2 separate regions of the Mus musculus genome follow, and region 1 is linked to region 2. Evidence: chromatin contacts called from public HiChIP or PLAC-seq data. All regions are on one chromosome and are shown on one strand. The core of a region is the stretch at or near the end of the contact, and the rest is flanking DNA. Distances in the headings are between cores, read along the strand shown.

Region 1 (3,890 bases), core at 710-3,209, 320 kb after region 2:
CTTGGGCTTTCCATTAGTCACTACCTTTATGAATCATAGCAGTATTATAGGCACTGTCTTTTCTTAATGCAATACCATGCTAATTTATTCACGAATGAGTCGTACATGCATGCCAAAGCTTAACATCCCCAATATCACTGTTTACAAAATGCATTGCCTGGGCATAGCATTTACCCTAAGTCATTCTACCAGTTAGATGTCTCCTCTAGAGAGTCAGCATCCTCAAATACTCCAAGTATTTAATACAGTATGTGCCGTGGTGTATCCCGTTCAGCGTGCCTAGCTCATTGATGCGTTTCCATTGTGTGAGTATAAAGGAGAAGTCGATGTCAAAGGCTTTAGTTAACTAAAAAACCACTTGCAAATCCATCTCATTCATAACTACTTCTGCAGAGTAAGAGAGAAGCGTTAATAGCTCTCTTCTCAAATATCCTTATCTGTGAAGTGAGTAAGTGGGTCAGGCTAGGTAGGGTCTCAGTGCTTACCCCCTCTCAGAATTACTGAAGCTATGTCATAGTATAGGGGGCAATAGGAGCAAGGCCAAAACCTGTGAACTTATTTGTCCATTGGTACCATCAGTTGCCCTTCAAAGTTACATCTGATTCCACCTCCAGGGTCATTTGTTACTAATCTGCTTTATCTTGTTGAGAAAGCACCTAAGATTGGAGTTTATTTTTCAGGGAGGGATGGTGACAGAAAAAAAAGCAGCCTAGGGGCAAAAGAAAAGAAAACTAAAGCTTCCCAAAGGGAGAAGTGAATTCTTGATCCCAGTTATAAAGCCACATCCTTCAACATTAACTTGGAAGATATCCAGACACTGCCTTTCTGTTTTAGACCACACCCTCTCCCCAGCCCTTCTGCTATCCTGTGATTTCTTGTGGTGTGGTTTATTTACTCCATTGGATTGCTGCCTATAAGTTCTGTGTTTCTTGTTCCCCTTGGTTTATTTGAATTGTGGTCATGTTCTTTTCAGGAGCCTACAATGGTCACTTGACCACAGTGCACTTCCCAAACGAGACACTGACATGTTCAAGGCCATCTGGAAATGACCCCATCTCCTTTTCTCAAACCACTCAGAATGTAAAACCCCTTCTTTTATTAAGCCAAACTGGATTCCCCAGTCTCCAAATCTTTGACATGTTTACAGCTGACTAATTTCCTTCCTGGGTGCCCCAATATTCCAGTAACTCCTGCCTTCCTTCATTACTGTCTCCCTTTTCCCCTTTCTCCTACACTCTCCTTCTTTTCCCTCATACCCTCTCCTTCTTTCCCTTTTCTTTTTCCTTTCTCTTTATCACTACTCCCTCCCTTCCCTTTCTCTCTCCCTCCTTCCCTTTCTCCCTCACACTTTCTATTTCAGTACCATGTGCCAAGCTCTATGGCCGGCACTGAAAATACCAAGACATATTCAAGGGGCTAAGCAATGAACACCCACTAATTCCAGTGCCTCCATTCACTCCTGTATTGCAGCAGTTAGGCACCTACAACCAACTTAGTTTGCCTTCATTCCTAGGACTCATTTGACTGTGCTCTGTGTCCTGTGATCTTTTGCTCTGTGCCTGTGTGTTCTGTTTCAGGGAGGGTAGACCTGAAGCTTTCTTCTTTGTACACACTGACACAAGACTGCTGCTGCATTGATTCTTGAGCAAGGCGAACAATGGAAGAAAGCCACTTTTTGTTGTTAAAGTGAGGTAGCATTTCTGCTGTAGTTAGAAAGAGCATTGTCTCTCCAGTGTCCCAAATCACTTCCATTAAACAGTCAATGTGATAACTGTCTGTGACATGTTCTATTATCTTTCTAGTTGTTCTGATGTTCCTTTCAGCTGGTCCTATAGCCCCCTTTCTCAGTAATGTCTCCCCAGTGAAAGGAAAAAGACTGCAGAGGCTTCAGACTGACGGACGCTCATGCCAACTGTGAAGTTGAAACAAAGCCAGTGACCAGCTGAAGAGGCCCCTCCTGCCCAGCAGCCACCCACATGGTGCAGTTGCAGCCAGTAGTAATCTTTGCAAGAAGCAGAGAAGCCCAGAACACTCATGAGTCAAAACCATGCCCTTCCTTGTGTGTATCCCTGTCTCGTTCAGATTGATGCTCCTTCCATTTGGATCCTGGTATGAATATGCTTGTTACTGTACGAGTGTAAAAAGCTTTGCCCAAATGTGTTAATGTATGAAGAGACTGGATTTTTTTTGGGGGGGGGAGAGAGTTATTTTTATCAAAACACAGTGTTCGTTCTTGAGAGTGATCTAGAAAATAAAAAGCAGTTGGAAAAGACAGCAAAGCAGTCACAGGCGATCCACAGAGATGCTCACACCACCACACAGAAACACCACACCATGCTCCCAGACTCTGAGCAGGGAGCTTGACTCTGTGACATACTATGGCTGCTGCCAGGGGTCAACGTCAAGCCAGACAAAGGTGCAGAAGCTTCCTGAAGTGTAGTGATAAACTGAGTCAGGAGACAATAAGAACAGCAACGACACAAAAGACAACGTCCTTGGAGGGAGCCAAGTGGGTTTGCTTAAGGAAGGATGCTCCCTTAAAGAGAGAATGGGAAATCAACCTTTAAAGGATGTAAAAACAAAACTAGATAAATGGGAAGATAGGAGAAAATAGAGTCCTTAATGCAAGCATAAGGGTAAGCAGCAGACGGGCAGAGGAGATCCACATGGTGAGTCTTGGAGACTACACATATCTCGTCTTGATTTTGCCTGACACTTGGAACCGCTGTCTGTGTGTCTAGTAGAGATGCTGCACACAGGTATCTCCCCTCCCCCACCCCGAATGTCACCTAAACCAAACTAGAACTAAAGTTCCAGTTCTGTGTCACTACAAAGATTGGTTGGTGATTCCTGAATAGAAGTCATGATTCTTCTGTTCGTGATTGCTTGTTACCAAGTTTATTCCATACAGAAAATGTTTTGCATATTAAATCTCATGGTTGCTATGAAAACGACACATTATCCACCTTTCACAGGTGAAGGAACTGATTTTGGTGAGGTTGAGCGCCTGGCCAAGGTGCTACGTGCAGCTATGCACATTCAAGGTTGTGGTCATGAAACTCAGTCCCTAGTCTGACTTTTGTGATGAGTCCCAACACAGTTGTCACCTTTACCATAGCCCTTAATGCCTGTCTACAGAAAGACATGGCTTTTCTGCTGACTTACAGCCACAGTATTTCCTACTTCCATGCTGAATTATACCAGAATGATAAAACGTATTTTCATGGAAGAAAATTGAGAATTTAGTGAAATACACTGCTTGCCAGCAGTTTGTATGTTTCTTCTTCATTTTGGTCTGAGACTTTTGATTTAGTTCTGCATGAAATCTCAAAGTTTTAAGAGCAGTAAGGGAAGGGCCTTAAGTTACCTGTTATAGTACTTTGTGACAGAAGATGTAAATCTACAACCTGTAATCAGAGTGACTTTACAAACAAACAACAAAAAGACACCCCTCCCCACAAAAACTCAAATCAAACCAACCAACCAAACAACAAAATAAACAAAACCGCCCACTTAATTGGAAATGTCCCAACAAAGACCAGAAACTAAGTCCTCTTTCAATGGCTTTTAAATTATTCCACCCTGTCCTAAAGAAACATGAACTTGTATTTGACTAAAGGCACCAATGTTGCATAGATTGGATCTCATAAAATCTAGTTTCTTCCTTCCTTGGTACTCATGTCAATGTTAAATACAGCTATGAACTAGTGTATCTATGTCAAGAAGTTGTCAATGATCTGTCCCCAAAGAACACAGAATAGCCAATGTTGTATATATACTCCTTCTTTAATCCAGCCATGGAGTCATTAGTTCACCTGCACCAATCCAATCCATTGTGCATCTTCTCAACCAACCTGACCTATGGCAATCATTTGCAAGTGCTATAAATG
Region 2 (4,092 bases), core at 46-2,545:
TTTATTACAGCAACAGAAAGCAAACCAGGACAGCTAGTAAGACAGGGAGGAATAGAGGCCATTGGTGGGAGGTAGGGTGGATGGGGACTTTCCATGTAAGATACTTTGGAATGTGGGAGCAAATAATTTATTACCCAAACCTCTAGCTCCCTGGACACATTGCTGTTGGCATGTGTCTTATTTAAAATAAAAACAGAAGAAGAAGAAGAAGAAGAAGAAGAAGAAGAAGAAGAAGAAGAAGAAGAAGAAGAAGAAGAAGAAGGAGGAGGAGGAGGAGGAGGAGGAGGAGGAGGAGGAGGAAGAGGAAGAGGAAGAGGAAGAGGAAGAGGAAGAGGAAGAGGAGGAAGGAAGAAGAGTAAGAAGAGTAGTTCTTGTTTCTTAGAAAAAACTGTGAAGCCAATCCAGGGCATTCAAATACTGCAGTGGGAATGGAAAGGAAGGAAAAAAATGTATTTGGTGAGAATTCAGAGGCTGCTAATTGTCTTTATTGAAATAATACTGAATTAACAACTCAGAAAAGTTAGAAGACATCTTCTTTAGGAGGAGGAGGAAGAGAAAGGGGGAGGAGGAGGAAGGGGGAGGAGGAGAAAGTCCTTGTAAACAGCATAGAAAAATACTATTTGCAAATTTTGCTTTCCTCATCTCAAAACAAAGCAACCGGTGCGTGCTGTGGAGACTCTTAAACACGCTGTCCGCTTTCCTCTTGTGGTTCTAAAATCCTGAAAGTGCCACGCAGTCAGTCTACTCCAGGTCCCAGTCTGCCCTCTCCCCACAACGGGCCCCCACCCCCACTTCCTTTCCACAACAAACACTTTTGCAACCCTTTCTCTGATGAATGGCCAGAAAAGAGATACTGGATGAGAACAATTAGAAACTTTAATGACCCTTCAGGCAGCACACAATTATAAACCACATTCTTATTTTTATAAGGAATTAGCTACAGATTGGGCAGCTAGCTGCCCCTGTCATGCCTTGAAATATTTCTTCTCTTCCTGGCAGAGTTGAGCATGCTGGCACCTCTCTCTCTCTCTCTCTCTCTCTCTCTCTCTCTCTCTCTCTCTCTCTCTCTCTCTCTCTCTCTCTCTCTCCCTCTCCCTTACTCATATATATATATATATATACATATACATATATACACGCGGACTTGCCAATTCCAGCACCTTCAAATGTATTATCCCGTCCTTTCGTCTCCAAGATGACCTGAAATGACCTTTTGCTTGGCAGGAGACGTGACTCAACTGATAATAAAAGAGTTTTGAAGGGGGCGGGGAATGATGGCTAAGGAGGGAGGGGGGGGGTGGCTGTCTGGTCCTGGTTGCTGAGCTGCAAGGCAGTCAGGGAGGGACATGGAAGAGCAGGAAGGGGCCAGATCTCTAATACTGCCATATTTTTTGGCTACGGTATTTTCTGTTATTAATTTACTACATATCACCTATTGCACGAAGGGAGAAGAAAGATTTTTACCCCGCTAAGGCACACCAGTCTCTTTGTTTAACCCGGACCCGAGGCTGCTCAGCCATGACCACTGGGAGGGAGGGAGGGAGGGATGGGGGCGGGGCCGATGTCTGGGCATCCCCCTGCATCGAGGCCCCAGCTCTCCCCCTGGACGTGGGGTCCCAGCCCTGCAGCTTTCCTTCTGTAAGGCTTTGCAGCTGCGAGCACCTTCGCAGAGTAATATGGCTAGCTAACATTGCCCGGTGCGATTCTATTTCACACCAGCAGCCTTAGAGGGGCGTGGGCTTTTCCCAGAATCTTGATTTCTTTGTTGTTTAGGAAAGGCTCAAATTTTCACAAATCCCAGAGAACTCCAAGTAGGCGTCTCAGATAGATTTTAACGACTGGATCCCCCTCGCCTCCACCGACCCCACCCTGCACCGACTTAAGAAGGGAAGGAGACAAAAAAGAACTATTATCTAGGAACTCTGCGAGGTGGCAGGAGCTGCTACAGCCGCATCGCTGGACCTCCCCTAGACTGATGCTCTCTTTTGTAAAGTGCTGTTTTCCCAGCGACTCCCTCTTACAAAGGACATCTTGAGGCACACTGTATAAATTTGGGGTGTGTACACTTTGGCGAATCATCTGCACACCGACAGGGACAAAGGGGAGGGTTTCGGTAGGTGGTTTGCCGGGTGCTTTCAGTCAACTTAAGTAGGCGAGTTGTCCCTGGAGTAAAAATTGGATTTTAGCCACCTGAGCCGAACTTAGTGAGCTGCTTGTGTGTGCAAATGCTTGTGAAGTCCTCACACCAGGCATGGAGTACTCTGGTCCTTTCAGATCATGGAAGCACCTGCTGGAAAGTTGGCAGGGCTGATTCCTCAAGTTCCTTGTCCACAGGAGAGAGATGCTCTTGGCTGAGAGACAGGTACTCTGGGAAGTGCTGCACAGGTTTCTTCCCAATGTAAGAGAATTCACATCTCCTGGCTTTCGTCATTCATTCATTCATTCATTCATTCATTCATTCATTCATTCATTCATTCATTCATCTGCTCAATCAATCATTCATTTATCACAGATACCTTTGTGTTTCAGTGTTAGTCGCCACCAGTGAAAAAGTGCAATCAAAAAATACATTCAGGTTTGCCCTAAAGGAGTTTGTAATGAATATGTGAAACACAAACAAACCGACTTTTAAAGACAAACAAAGGAATGATGCTGTGGTTTTGTAGAAGGAGCACTGCTACCCACGTGACTTCCATTCAGTATCGCCCCTCCCACTCCAGCCCCAAGGATTTCTCTGTGGAGCCCAGTCCTGGAACTCACTCTGTAGTTGGTCTGGAATTTTGAGATCTTCCTGCCTCTGCCTCCAGAGTGCTGGGATTAAAGGTGTGCCCCACTGCCACCCATATTCAGTAATTTTTAATGCTTACATCTCTGTTCCATCCACCAACCAACATGCCTCCCCTTAGTTCCCCCCCCCCAAAAAAAGCCTCTGAAGAGATGGGTGTCAGGGAGCTGGCTGCACGAGGTGCATTGTGGGACATTATGGAAGGTGGTGTTAATTATTATAACTTTTAATCGACTTTGAACTGATAAAGTAGGTGGTTGACTTTTTTATGTCTAGGGTGGATCAAAGGTGGCATTATGAGGTTGATGATTTTTTTCTTCCTTTCTCTATTTTGTTTTTGTTTATTAATTGTGTGTGTGCGTGTGCATGGGTGCATGTGTGTACTTGCTTTAAAATTCTGATCCCCCTGCCTCTGCCTCTACCTCCCAAGTATTGGTCACACTAGGTACTTTTCTGGTTTTTAAATAGACATGAGTCCCACCTACTTCTCTTCCCCATTTTCCAGCCCCCTCAAACAAAACGAACATTACTGCAGAAATGACTGCCTGCATCATGATTTACCAGCATTTGTTCTTATAAAGAGCCATGTTTTCATATTTTCTATGGCTCTGCAGGCCATCGGCCTGTGCTGATTCTGTGTGCCAGGGTGACTTTAGACACTATATAAATGAACAAGGGTGACTGCACCTGAGGAGAACTCTGTGGACACTGAGGTTAGCAGGGCTCATCTAATGCTTACGGGTCATAAACTCTTGCTTTTTTAACCCTTACAATCACTTACACCTATAAAGTCATCTGTGCTTCCATTGTAAAATCAGGCCATTTGCTGTGCCCACATTTACACTCTACTATGAGTTTCAATACTCTGGCTCTGTCAGAGTCATTTGCACGTTATTGTCTTTCTCCAACTCCCAGAAGAATGTATGAGAAAACACTTGGTGAGAAATAGAGTGCCCCATGCTCGTGGCTTCCCCTTGATTCTCTTTGGGAAGATGCCTGGCATAGCCTGGGCCATGAACTTACAGGAACCCTCCAAACATCTGGGTAGAGTCCGTCGAAAGCACGTTTACTGAGATGGTGAACTTGGCCTTTTATCTCATTTGGACTCAAGCTTCTTAGTTGTGTTCTGACTTGGGCAAGGCACTTAAAACTTTGAGTTTCATTTTGCTTTACTGAAAATACTGTCTACTTAGAAGACTTACTACAGAGGCTCCATGTGACAGTTTGTTTTAAAAGATGATAATTATGACATATGAGATCTTTTATAAGTGTTTGAAGAGTATTAATGGTTGCTTGGTTCAAGGTTT

What was found. HiChIP or PLAC-seq counts read pairs in DNA pulled down with a chosen protein or histone mark.
Region 1: an H3K4me3 HiChIP or PLAC-seq map of forebrain shows a contact between it and region 2, with 5 times the contacts expected there. The contact joins two enhancer-like sites. A contact is called at or near these places in 3 of 39 promoter capture datasets (cranial neural crest, frontonasal cranial neural crest and second pharyngeal arch cranial neural crest) and 12 of 115 datasets of contacts at active chromatin or transcription factors (astrocytes, craniofacial prominence, embryonic basal ganglia and 9 more).

What each region holds. Positions count from the first base shown.
Region 1 is chr9:41,588,397-41,592,286 of GRCm38.p6, forward strand. Mir100hg (Mir100 Mirlet7a-2 Mir125b-1 cluster host gene) reads left to right here. Exons shown (of 5, transcript NR_131928.1): 5 at 1,578-1,623. Among named protein-coding and RNA genes, the nearest start is that of Mir125b-1, 8.4 kb to the left of the region's middle. Within about 2 kb of position 1,960, at least 60 of the 459 cell types and tissues checked have an H3K27ac peak or open chromatin away from gene starts, as enhancers often do. A contact at or near this core is called in astrocytes and forebrain, where this site is marked.
Region 2 is chr9:41,272,001-41,276,092 of GRCm38.p6, forward strand. No RefSeq gene overlaps it. Among named protein-coding and RNA genes, the nearest start is that of Gm25401, 65 kb to the right of the region's middle. Within about 2 kb of position 1,296, at least 110 of the 459 cell types and tissues checked have an H3K27ac peak or open chromatin away from gene starts, as enhancers often do. A contact at or near this core is called in astrocytes and forebrain, where this site is marked.